Regions from separate parts of the Mus musculus genome. Here all the other regions are linked to region 2. The links are chromatin contacts, called in public Hi-C and Micro-C maps. All regions are on one chromosome and are shown on one strand. The core of a region is the stretch at or near the end of the contact, and the rest is flanking DNA. Distances in the headings are between cores, read along the strand shown.

Evidence for each region. A called contact is a pair of places that touch in the nucleus more often than the background predicts.
Region 1: a contact with region 2 is called in a Micro-C map of embryonic stem cells, with 4 times the contacts expected there. The contact joins the promoter of Cbll1 here to the promoter of Lamb1 in region 2. A contact is called at or near these places in 1 of 39 promoter capture datasets (hippocampal neurons), 3 of 484 Hi-C or Micro-C datasets (Sertoli cells, embryonic stem cells and myocytes), 1 of 115 datasets of contacts at active chromatin or transcription factors (extraembryonic endoderm stem cells) and 2 of 9 other capture datasets (adipose tissue and liver).
Region 3: a Hi-C map of uterus shows a contact between it and region 2. The contact joins the enhancer-like site here to the promoter of Lamb1 in region 2. A contact is called at or near these places in 6 of 39 promoter capture datasets (the 3T3-L1 cell line, 3T3-L1-derived adipocytes, the C10 cell line and 2 more) and 1 of 484 Hi-C or Micro-C datasets (uterus).

What each region holds. Positions count from the first base shown.
Region 1 is chr12:31,497,487-31,501,354 of GRCm38.p6, reverse strand. It overlaps Cbll1 (Casitas B-lineage lymphoma-like 1), which reads left to right and starts at 1,739. Exons shown (of 6, transcript NM_001253847.1): 1 at 1,739-1,832. The coding sequence starts at 1,820. Gm40362 (a long non-coding RNA gene) reads right to left here and starts at 1,735. Exons shown (of 2, transcript XR_872643.3): 1 at 1,509-1,735.
Region 2 is chr12:31,263,071-31,267,002 of GRCm38.p6, reverse strand. It overlaps Lamb1 (laminin B1), which reads right to left and starts at 1,710. Exons shown (of 33, transcript NM_008482.3): 1 at 1,402-1,710; 2 at 137-312. The coding sequence starts at 1,438. It overlaps Gm32899 (a long non-coding RNA gene), which reads left to right and starts at 1,911. Exons shown (of 2, transcript XR_381427.4): 1 at 1,911-1,993.
Region 3 is chr12:31,025,243-31,029,658 of GRCm38.p6, reverse strand. No RefSeq gene overlaps it. Among named protein-coding and RNA genes, the nearest start is that of Gm25408, 30 kb to the left of the region's middle. Within about 2 kb of position 2,973, at least 14 of the 459 cell types and tissues checked have an H3K27ac peak or open chromatin away from gene starts, as enhancers often do. A contact at or near this core is called in uterus, where this site is marked.

The DNA.
Region 1 (3,868 bases), core at 490-2,989, 230 kb before region 2:
AGGGGAAGAAGGGAAGGAGGGAGGGAAAGAGACGAGGGAAAGACAAATGCCAGGGTTATACAGAAAAGCAAAGCCTGGGGGGGGGGGGGAGGGAAGCCCATGAGCTGAAGTGTAGGGTCCACGGGGCTGAGAGGAGCCACTGGTACTTATGATATTGTGATACTGAGGAAGCCTCCTGGAGGCCAGCAAGTACGCACCACACTTAGCCATTTGTCCCAGTTCCTTCTGTAGCAGACAGTGGTTAAATAGCCCAGCGCATCAGCCCTAGATTGAGAGACATACCAGTACCCAACCCCACCCGACTAATTCCAGCAACTGAAAAATTATGAAAAACACCCCGTAGTACAGAAACTTACATTTTTAACAACAACAAAACCAAAAGGATATCGACTTAGAAATGTCCTTATTTGAGTGTACCTACAACCTTGTTTGTAAAGCCGCAATGAGTGGGAGTCTTGGAAAAGACCACAATTAAGACAATCACTAAATAACATGGTATACTTACACTAGGATCACTGCAGTGTTAGTCACCGTTGTTACTGTGCAACGCACACAACACATTGCTACACATACTTGATTCAGAATTGAGTACTGTGAAAATATTTTTAAGAAAGGCCAACATAATAATGTTTTATTGATCTAGGAACTCTGGCACTGAAAGCGTGAACAACCCAAGGTAACGATGTCGTCACCAAGGGACAAGCATAGAGCCCAAATCCCTTGACTCCTAGGCTGATGTTTTCCACTAATTGTGTTCCTTTCTACTCATACGAGAGCTTCAAGTGTGAAGGGCTGGGGAAGGCAGAAGACCTATTATGAGCCAAATCGAGGTGGGGGGTGCTCTGAAGGTCTTCAGCAGTCGCCGTTGACACTCTTCTTTGTTTTGGCTGAGCAAGATGAAAGCGGCAACCACAGACCCCAGGGACCAAGAACTGGAACTAGGTACCGCCTGTTGTGGTAACTCTCTTTTCTTCAGTCGGGGCCTGCCCTTTCTCATCTCTTCCTTCTAGTCAAGCTCTAACGCTCTCCCTCCGACTCCATCGGTCCCTATCTTCCCTCCTTCACCCCCTTTGCACACAACTGCTTTGTATTTTCGTTGAACGGGGACCTCCTGGTGCTCCCTCCAGCTTTAGCAGGGATTCCAGGAGCCTGGTGGTGTTCTCTAGAGCCATGGGCTAGTTAGCATTGTAACACGCGATTCAGTTGAGAAACTACGGTGGGAGCCAGGGCAAACGCGCGTGTCGAGTGGGCGTTGGGGTTCCTCAGGACAAAGCACAATTAGACAATGAGGACCTTGCCTCCCTCCCGGACGCCTAACACAGCTTCCCTCGGGCACCCACGGAGCGTGCGTGTTTACACTTCTCTACACCCGGCGGCGGATCCGGGGGGCATTCCAAACCGTTACTCCGCCCGCTGGGGTGGGACCAGCCCAACGGCTGAGACTGCGCTCTGGGCGGACTACAAATCCCAGAAGGCCTCGCGCCGCAGGGGGGCGGGCGGCGGCTTACCTGCCTGCCGCGCTTCCCTTTGGTTCCTATTGCTTTCTCACTGCGAGAAGTATCATTCCTACAGCTGAGGGCTGCCTCTGGGGAGAACTAGCAGCCTCGACACCAAAACCCTCGTGTTCCCCCTCTTCCCGCCTCAGTCCTGGCTATGTCTGACTCCTTCGCCGGAGTCGGGTGCTACGGCTAGGGAGGGAAGCCCGTGAGAGCAGTTCGGGCGCACTTCCGCCTCTGCGCTCCGGAAGGTAGGGCGCAGGCGCTTACTGCGACTCCGGAGCGACTGACTTCCGTTCCCACTGTGCCCCGCGAGCCGAATCATGGATCACACTGGTAAGGAGGCGGAGGCAGCGGGGGTCCTAGTTTCTTGCCCCCGTGGCTCGTGTGGGACTGGTCGCCCAGCAGGCACAAGGGGCTATGCTCGCCCCACTGCGCCGGGACGTGGCGGAGAGGAAGCAAGCTCAGACCCGGTCCCGGGCTGAGTCTGCTGCTTCCCGGCCTACCCTCCGGAGCGGTGCCTCCATCCTGGAGACCGGCAGCACGGCTCCTTTGGTGCCGCTGAGCTCGTTTCGGGACCCTCCTCCGCGCAGACTTGTTGGAAAGGGAGGGTCCCAGTTTTGTTTTTGTTTTTGTTCTCATTCCGGTTGCTTTGCACTTTTGCTGGGGAAATAGGCGGGCGTTTTCCACTCTCGGAATTGGAGAAGCGTCCGGACTCTGGGCGAGAGTGGGTTGGAGACTTCCTGCTGCCTCTCGGCTTCGGGCGGCTGCTGCAGTGGTCACCGCCTGTGGTTATTGTCTTGTTGGCTTTTCGCGGACTAGTGGTTAGAGAAGAGAGTCGGATATAGTTTTCGAAGTTATAAGCGGAGCATCTTTTCTACCGGAACTCAAAGCATGCCCGGTCCTTCGGCCGTGGTCCTTTCGCATCTTTTGGGGACATCGCATATTACGAGTAGCTTCAAACCTCATTTCTGCTGGCTTCGTTTTCTTGGTTTTAGTTTTAGCACTTGGCTTTGAGTGCTTCAGACAGTTTTATCGCCAAGCAGGAGGAAAGGCTTTTTCTTTAGGAATTGACTGAGTGCGCCCAGTCTTCAAACACTAAGTTATATAATTGCATGCAGATACTTGTAGGCTTGGAGATAGAATGGTGGAATGGTAAACAATAAGACTACGTTCTTGTCTTCGAGTTTTCATTCTGTCAAAGGAGACAAGCAGATTGGTTTCTTCTTTAACAGCTGTTTACAATTTGTGGTGAGAACTTTTAGAAACAGGTGCTTGCCGGGCAGTGGTGGCGCACGCCTTTGATCTCAGCACTTGGGAGGCAGAGGCAGGCGAATTTCTAAGTTTGAGGCAAGCCTGGTCTACAGAGTGAGTTCCAGGACAGCCAGGACTACACAGAGAAACCCTGTCTCGAAAAACCAAAAAAAAAAAAAAAAGAAAAGAAAAGAAAAGAGAGAGAAATGAATGCCCATGGAGTAGGAAGTTTCAGAGTGCCAGGGAAAGGTGTTTTTGGAATGGTAGGAAGGTATAGAGAGGACCAAATGTCGGTAGACTAGTTAGCTTTAAGTTGAGAAGGAGAACACAAATTACCTTTTTCAGGACTTTGAAAATCATGATAAAGGGTTTAAGTGGCTATGAAGCAACAATTTTGACTCTTCTATGGAGAATGGTGTAGGAGAGGAACAACAGAAGTAAGTATAAATCATCTATGGGTGGTTGCAGTGCCACAGAGGGAGGCTCAGTTTAGTTGAATCGAAGCTCAGTGGTAGAGCAACTTAACCAGCTAGCACGGGTCCCCAGCAACGCCGTAGGGAGAATGGGAGCAGGACAGAGAGAGTAGGCAGGGGGAGTGGGAGCAGGACATAGAGTAGGCAGTTGCCACAAATATTTTGGTGGAGAATCCAGCAGCTGCTAATAGGTTGGTTTGTGGAAGTATGTGAGAGAAATGAAAAAAACCTGAGTTTCCCAGTAGAGTGTCTTGATACTGCATGGGTAAAAGTATTACCCTAGTTTCTAAGTTATTAGCCAAAGATTGCCTGGGGAAATAAAAATTATTCTAACATGAAAATAATCACTACTGACCTAGCTAAGGTTAAAAAATGAGTTTCAGGGCCCGGTGGTGGTGGCGCACGCCTTTAATCCCAGCACTTGGGAGGCAGAGGCAGGCAAATTTCTGAGTTCAAGGCCAGCCTGGTCTACAAAGTGAGTTCCAGGACAGCCAGGGCTATACAGAGAAACCCTGTCTCGAAAAACAAAAAACAACAAAAAAGTGTTTCCAGACAGCTCTCCTTTCTGTTTAATGTTAGCTTTTCTAGATTTTAAATCAGTTATGACAAAGTCTCCTAGTGCTTCAGTTTTTTTGTTTTTTTTTT
Region 2 (3,932 bases), core at 461-2,960:
TTCATCCCGGGGCTCCTCTGCTGGTTGTACTTCCTATCTGGATTGACAGCAGGATGTGGAGTCTCCTGGGCAAGCCCCTTTGATCGGCCAGGAGGAGGATGCAGCCCACAATGCATTCTCTAGACTCGTGTCTTACCTGCAGGTGGCTAACAATACAGTAGGGCTCTGGTTTGTGCAGTCCACATGTCGAAGTCACGGAGAGCTTTTGCGCTCGGCCGATGAGAAGGTCGCCAGTGGCAGGGTAGCAGCTGCCTTCTGCGCAGCCATAGCTGAACTCCGGTTCCTGAGCGCACACTCGGGTGCCCCATAGGGCTACAGAAAAGAAAAGCAACAAGGTTAGGAAGAAAGAAAAAAAAAAAAAGCAACCGACAAGCCAGGGCAAAAGAAAACAGCAGGAGGGGCAGACAGAGAGGATTAAAAAGAAAGGAGACTACATAGAAAAAACACGGTGGAGAGATAGGCGCAGAAAAGGCCTGGAAAGCTGGGACAAGGAAAAGACAGAAGGATGAAAGAAAAAAAAAAGACTCAGAATCGTCATTAGGTTTGACTAGCAGTCAGCTGAGCGCAGCACCCAGAAAATACAACTGACTTTTTTGTCTACTCTGATCTACCCCTCTATGAAAGGTGGACAGAGTGATCCGGTCACTTCGAAGTGCCTGGACCAGGGCGCAGTGAGGTTGACCCTGCCAAGCGCTGCACACCCGCTAATGAAAACCCGCGTGCACATGGCAGTGCGCGCATCCTCGGTGTGAGTGTGGTTAGTCTGGGGGCGGGGGGGGGGCACAAAAATATGTCCGCGTGCACGCGCCAGGGTCACCGGCGATTGCGCCGGGTGAGGCACCGCGTTTGCCACAGAAGCCCTGAGCTAGAGACGACTGGTGTGTCTCTGTAGTGGCTTCAACGCTTCGCCATTCCAGCAAAGCACCCGGCCCAACTGTTCATGGTGCCACCCCGAGACAAACAAGGATGGTTAATTAAAGCCACATGGCTCCAATCTGTTCCCAAGTCGAAGCCTGCTCTGGGCCCCGACACTTTTGTGCGTAATTGGTTTTTCCAGGACCCTCCGCAGTCTGCCCAGCCACAGCAGGGAGCCTGCCTTCCGCAGTGGGGAAACAGCGTTTAACTGGTAAAAGGTGCAAAGCCCTGGAGCGATCACCTCGGAAACCTGCAGGAGCGCGAGCTCTGTGCGCAGAACCCAGTGGATGCGGGTCCGCGGAGCTCCGCGTGCGCGGTCCCTGGCCACCACCGAAGCGAGAGCGGTGGCGATCTCACGGCGTCATTTCCAACCACTCTCTCTCCCCCGATCCCCCAAAACTGCCTTCAAAGCGGGGGCAAACCGGTTTGGGGGTTTTCTTCCCTAATGCCGGAGCACACCCCTCCCCCCAACCCTTACTGAGTTACCTAGGACACCAAAGGCGAACACCTGGAGCAGCCCCATGTCCAGTCCTCGCAGACGAGGGGACGCGGCACGGGAAGGAGGACGCAGCAGGCAAGCTGCCTGTCTTTTCTTCGGGTCTTCCTTTCTGGAGAGGTAGCGGGGAGAAAAGGCAAATGTTGGGAGAGAGGAGAGGGGCCCTTCCATTTCCTGCCGCTCCCACGGAAGCGGGGGCTGGGCCCAGGAAGGGGGTCAAGTCGCTTAACTACTTTGTTCTCCTCACCCGGCTGGGCGAGCGCTCAACCCGCTCCTGGCAGCCCACCGGCCCAAAGAAGGGAATTAGAAAGTTTCGCCTAGGGAGGAACCGAGGGAGGCGTCTCTGCTCATGCGCACATGGAGAGCGGGGGCGGAGGGGGCGGAGGACAGCAAGTTGGCTAGGGGTGGGGGTTGAGGTCCAGGTCCCACCTCCCCAGGCGCCTCTTTTGTTTTAAGGCAGCGTCTGCTGAAGCTGTAGGGCATTGGTACTTGAGTTCCCAGCGTGGGCTGGCGGGTCCGTTTCTGGGCGCGCTTCCCAAGTGGAGCAAGCTGGGGAGGGATGCGTCGGGGCTGGTCCCGGAGGTAGGTGTGTAGATCGGCCGGCAAAGGGGGCCGGTAGGACCTACCGCGGACTTATACATTTACGTTTATAAGAAGTGAGTCACGAAATGTGCCCAAGGCTAGGAACTCTGGCAACTAGCGCTAGAGGGAGGTGAGCTAGGTTAAGCCCTTAGAAAAAGGGTCAACCTGTCTGGCTCTTAGGAACTTGAGCTCCTATAAGCATCCTTACACCACGACTCAGGATCAAAGAGCTAGAGCTTTGCGTGGGTGGGTGCTACATGTGTGGTGTCTTCCTATTTCATAGGAAGGACACCAGTGGCTGCACATTCTTTGCGCACGAATTTATTCGGGACGTACCTATAATCTCTGGTACCCAGGGGGTTATAGCTCTGAATTCTCTTCTGTTAAAATATACACAAAATAACCTGTGTTACCTGATCCCGGGTAATTTCTTGAATTCCTTTTCCCACTTCACGGTGGAAGGGTTGACACAGCCAGGAAGTTGGAGATTTTTGATGAGACACCCTTCTCCACACTACAAACAGAATCCTGCAACCACCTTAAGCACGCAGGGAGGGGAAATGGGGGGGTGCTCTAAGGAAGCCTCTCATAGCGCTTCAAGGTTAAGTGGGGGTAAACAGAAGGTCTCTGTCACTGGGGAAACCTTAGAAAGGAAAAAGAGCTTGGGGACCACAGACCCCAAACCTTTGTAAGAGCCCAACTTGTCTGCCTTAAGTGTTCCTTAGTCTGACCCTGGAATGAGGGAGCTTAAGTCAGCTGTTAGACTAGTCAGGTGTGATTGCTTTCCAGCCATCACAAGGAGAAGGGATTAAGCGGCTGATTGGTCAGTTTTTAACTCAGCTGAAACGAAATTGGGCCTAGGGAAGTTTATAATCATTAGACCATAGAGTTCGCTGTTCTTGGAGTTTAGAAACCTGTGTTAATTATTCTCCAAATCAGCCCTTGCCCCGATGCAGTTTCTCCAGTATTTGGCCCCGCAGATGCTTGGGATTCCCAACGGCTGGCTGCACAGCCTGCAGGGATTGAGAGTACCCTACAGTCGAAAGGGTTTCATTCTGCAATGGGTGTCTAATAATATAATGCCAACCTATGCTCCTTGCTCAACCTTTAGGGCCATGAACTAAAGTTTTATATTGGTTTACATCTACCCAAGTTGCAGGTGACATTCAACTCCTCTTTTCTTCCTTCCTTCCTTCCTTCCTTTCTTTAACACTTTGGTGGTTTTTTTTTTTTAAAGATTTATTTATTTTATGTATATGAGTGCATTGTTGCTATCTTCAGGCACACCAGAAGAGGGCATTGGATCCCATTACAGATGGTTGTGAGCCACCATGTGGTTGTTGGGAATTGAACTCATGACCTCTGGAAGGGCAGTCAGTGCTCTTAACCACAATGCCATCTCTCCAGCCCACAACTCCTCTTTTCTGAGACTGGCTTTTGCTACAGTAGCAGACAAGTCCTGCTGGCCCCCTGCCCCTGGTCAGTGAACTCTCTCTTTATAAAGGGTCAGCCACCTTCAACACTCTCAAGAGACTGGCTGCTTTCCTGACCACCTCGCTCACAGGAACCAACACTACTAAAAACAAAAACTAAATAAGGGTTTTTGCGCTTGCGTGTGACGCATGTGCGTGGGGGCCATCGGTTGACATCTGGTATCTTTCTCCGTTATCCTCCTTATTTATTGAGACAGTGTCTCGTTGAATCTGGAGCTCACTGAGCCCACCTCAGACTTGCCTCCTCTTCTCTGCTAAGAGCAACATGCTCATATAAAAAGCTGCTGGATCTCTTTCATCTTAACTAGCCGTGAAAGGAGCCCTGGAGCACCGTGCAGCCCCTGTCTTCCATTCCTTCCTCTCTGTAGCCCAGGCTCTTGTCCTTAGGGTTTCTGCTTCCTCACAGCTCCACCTCTGCCCCACCACAATCCTGCCTGCTTCCATCT
Region 3 (4,416 bases), core at 1,724-4,223, 240 kb after region 2:
TGCATGGCTCTTGGAAGGAACATTTCAAGTGAGAGTTTTGGTTCCTTAAACCCAATTATCTTATGTAAATTTTTTAATTCGATGTGTGGGATAAGCGCTGATTCACAGCGGGTGATTATGATTTGCCTCATGCACTAGCAGGGGTGTGTTCATTGCCAACTGCAGATAGTTTCAATCTGGGGAGTCTGGAGAGGGTGTAAATGGGAGAGCCCTGAGAGAGCCTGTGGAGGCTGCTGCTGCCCCTGCCCCTGCCACCGCTGCCGCTGGCCGCCAACACTGCTTCTGCTGCTGCTGTCGCTGCACCTGCTGTTGTGTTTGCTGCTATTGGTGGATTGCTAGTTTGATGATTTACTGGACTGCTGGATATTCTAATGACAAAGATTTGAGTTGCCAATGTCGCTAATCAGCAGAAAGTAGCTTATAGAGGTTTATGCTCCTTTTCCCTCTAGCCCTCTTTCTCTCCTACCTAGTTCTGGGGGATTGGAAAGGATTAGAGTGGAATAAGAGTTGGAAGAGAGGTAGAGGTATAAGAACCCAATAAAATAGAAATTATGCCAACAAACATTAGCATCCCAAGTGGCAAAATTTATGCATAGATACACACACACACACACACACACACACACACACACACTTGAACATTGTTCACACATAAATGTACACACAATTATTAATTATAATTATGAATTGTGATGATACTTAATCCCTTTGTATTATTTATTTAAGAATGTTTTTCAGATTTACTTGGTTTCATATGTAAAATAGATGATATAAAATGGCCTAAAAACATCACACACACATATGTATATATACATATGTATATATGTGTGTGAGCATGAGTATGATATATATATGTGTGTGTGTATATATATATATACATATATATATATATATATGAATATATATTAGTTATAAGTATTGTATGTAACTTACAGTAAATAAAAATGAAATAATTACTGGCGTTGTATTCAAACAACTTTAGTGTTGTTTCTGTGCTGTTTTCTCATCCTCCCTTCCTCTCTGTGTTGTCGCCCCCTCAGGTAAAGCTCCCTTTTACCAATTATCATTGCCCAGTTTCACAACTATTTTAATTTGAAAAGTTTAGACAGACATTTTCTGTGAAGGTTAGATCTCATGGGATCAATGACCTAGCAGTGTCCATTGCTCTCCTGCACAGATTCCATCTATATGGAACCATTGTTCTATTTTAGAAAGGAATTTGGATTCCTTAAAACTAACTCCATGGATTACAGTTTTATAGGTGCTAACAACATAGCTTTAATACTTCTCCTGAAAGAGGCTAAACATGGGAAATGTAGGCCCTCACATAAGCAAGCATTTCTTGATATACACACAGCTCTGGATGTTTATAAGTTATGTTTGCTCCTGGCATCAAGCAAATAGTTCTGAGTCCCAGGTCAGCCATTTATCATCAGCCCCTTCCTCGGTTTCCTTTCCCTTTCCCTTTCCCTTTCCCTTTCCCTTTCCCTTTCCCTTTCCCTTTCCCTTTCCCTTTCCCTTTCCCTTTCCCTTTCCCTTTTCCCTTTTCCCTTTCCCCTTCCCCTTCCCCTTCCCCTTCCCCTTCCCCTTCCCCTTCCTTCCTTCCTTCCTTCCTTCCTTCCTTCCTTCCTTCCTTCCTTTCTTTTTGTCTTTATTTTTTTGAGACAGAGTATCCCAAGCTAGTCTCAAATTCATTATGTAGGCAAGGATGAAAATCTAGTCCTCCTGCTTCCACAGAGATTATGTAATGCCAGGGATGGAAACCAGATATTTGTGTATTCTAGGTAAGCATTCCACCAATGTCAATAGATCCCCAGCTTCCTTTTCCCTCCTCAAATTTATGTTTGAGATGCTGGGGTAATATTATCACCAGAGTAATAGGATTTCCAAAAGTATGAGAGTTCCTGGTTCTGTGTGCACCAGATAAGCTCTAGCCATTGAAATGAGCTATGCCTTTGTGTTGATTTTAATCTTTCACCTAGTTAAATCCCTCTATAATAAATAAAAGTAGACAAGTGAACACTATCTTACATAAAATGTAAGATCATATTTCACTTAGTATTGAAAGTAAAGTGCTTCAAGAAGTTAAAGTATCAAATCAATGTTTGCCATATAGGTTGTTTTTGGTCACTGTCGGAATTTTTTTATTGGCTATTTTATTTATTTACATTTCAAATGTTATCCCCTTTCCCAATCCCCCCCCCCAGAAACCCTCTATCCCATTCCCCCTCCTCCTGCTTCTGTGAGTGTATGCCCCCACCTACCCTCCCACTCTTGCCTTCCTGCCCTTGCATTCCCCTACACTGGGGCATGGAGTTTTCACCTTCACTGGACCAAGGCCCTCTTCTCCCATTGATGCCCTAAAAGACCACCCTCAGCTACATATACAGCTGGAGCCATGGATCCCTCCATGTGTACTCCTTGATTGGTGGTTTAGATTCTGGGAGCTATGATTGGTTATTGTTGTTCTTCCTGTGGGGTTGCAAACCCCTTCAGGTCTTTCAGTCTTTTCTCTAACACTTCCATTGGGGACCCTGTGATCAGTTTAATGGTTGGCTGTGAGCATCCGTCTCTATATGTCAGGCTCTGGCAGAGCCTCTCAGGAGACAGCTCTACCTGTGTTTGAGCTCTTGCTCCTTGTCATCAATTACTAATGATTCAAATAAATATTGGGTAATGAGACAAAAGAGAGATACATTGATGAAAGAATGAATGAAAGGAAGAAGAAAGAACAGGAGGGAAAGAGGAGAGAGGTAATTAGTTTGATTAATCTAACATCTTACTTCTGGGAACATATTTCTGTCATAGTTGTCTGTTGTTTTCTGTTAGCACACTTTGCAGTACAAGCTGGGAGTCTGTGTACTTGCATCAGCTGCACATTGTTTAATTGTCGTTGCAAAGCCTTTGCATGGTGCTGACATTTTTATGATCAAGTTAGTGATCTCAGCCATCTGGCTCTAATTTCTAGAACGCCCCGAGCTTTGTGCTTAGTTACACGATGGGTCATATGACATTTAAGTTTTGCTTTCTTTCCTTTTGACAAGTGCTCACAGAAGGATTGTCTAAACACTTTGCAGCGGAGGTTACTTGTGAGCTGACAAAACCCAAAGTCAGCTGGGCCAAGATCAAACACCGACAAGAGTTCTTATGATTTTGGAACACGTTAGAGGCTGTGTTTGTTTGAAAGCTGCTTCTACACACAGATGAGTGACACACACTTTAAGGTAATGATTTACACACTGACCTCTGACTTACCTAAATATCAAGACTTTCCATTTTAATTCATCTTGACTTTATGATTAGCTTGGCGTTGTTAAGAAAGACACAAAAATCTATCATTTTTATTATTCCTTGAAAGCAAATCTAATATGCTACAAAACCTATCACTACCTACTACACTGGGCCCAATCATTTTTCATTTTTATGTTAAAAAGCCAGCAGGGTTAAACATAAAAATAAGAAATAATTAAAAATCAATTAATCTACTTAGAAACATATTTTAAAATTATTCACTGCTATAGTTTATAGGGATAAGACATCTGAATATATAAGTTTAAAAGATTTTTCAACTCATGTTTAATAAATAGCATTTTGTTAACATAGGACTATAATGAATATTTATGAGATAGATATTGGTCAAAGAGATGCTTCTTTATAATGAAGGAATAAATATAAATTTCAGTTAATGCCAACATTTGAAAAATTCTAATTTTGCTTTAAAAACATATTCATAGTATAGTGCTGAGTCAAATACACACTATATAAAACGTTATATCATTTCATCTTCAGCTTATTCAAGAAATTTGGAAAACTATTTCAGGAAATGGGAGTGCATGAGCTTATAATGGTACTTTGTGTATTTTTAAATTGGATGATATTTTATCTTTAACATCGGAGAATCAAATTCATTCCCAGTTTGGAAACCTTCAGTGCTGATTATTTTGAATGAAAACCACTACATGTCTGCCCTGTGTTCAACATGGAGTCGTCTGGAGTCTCCAGTGCCTTATTCACCTGCTTATTTCTTTTTATAGATCAATACACAATATTAATCCCTCTGAGTGAAATATCACATATTACCTATGTATATAACTCTAATTTGGCCCATTAACTATTTTTATTTTAAGCTTATCATGTTTTCATCTTGACAATGTGCAAATAATTGGAGTTTGTTGTGGATTTGGTTTATTGCTTGTATTACGTTGAGTTCTCAAAATTAAATGGGAATTCACATGTCTGTATGTAGGATGCTGCAGGTCCCTGCCCCCACTTGGCTTTGATTGGTAAATAAAGCTTCCAGTGGTCAATGGTTGGGCACGGAAACAGAGGCAGGACTTTTAGGATTTGGGCAAGCAACACAGGATAGGGAGAAGGTGCCATGATGAGGAAGGTCCAGGCCTGAGAGGTGTAGGATAG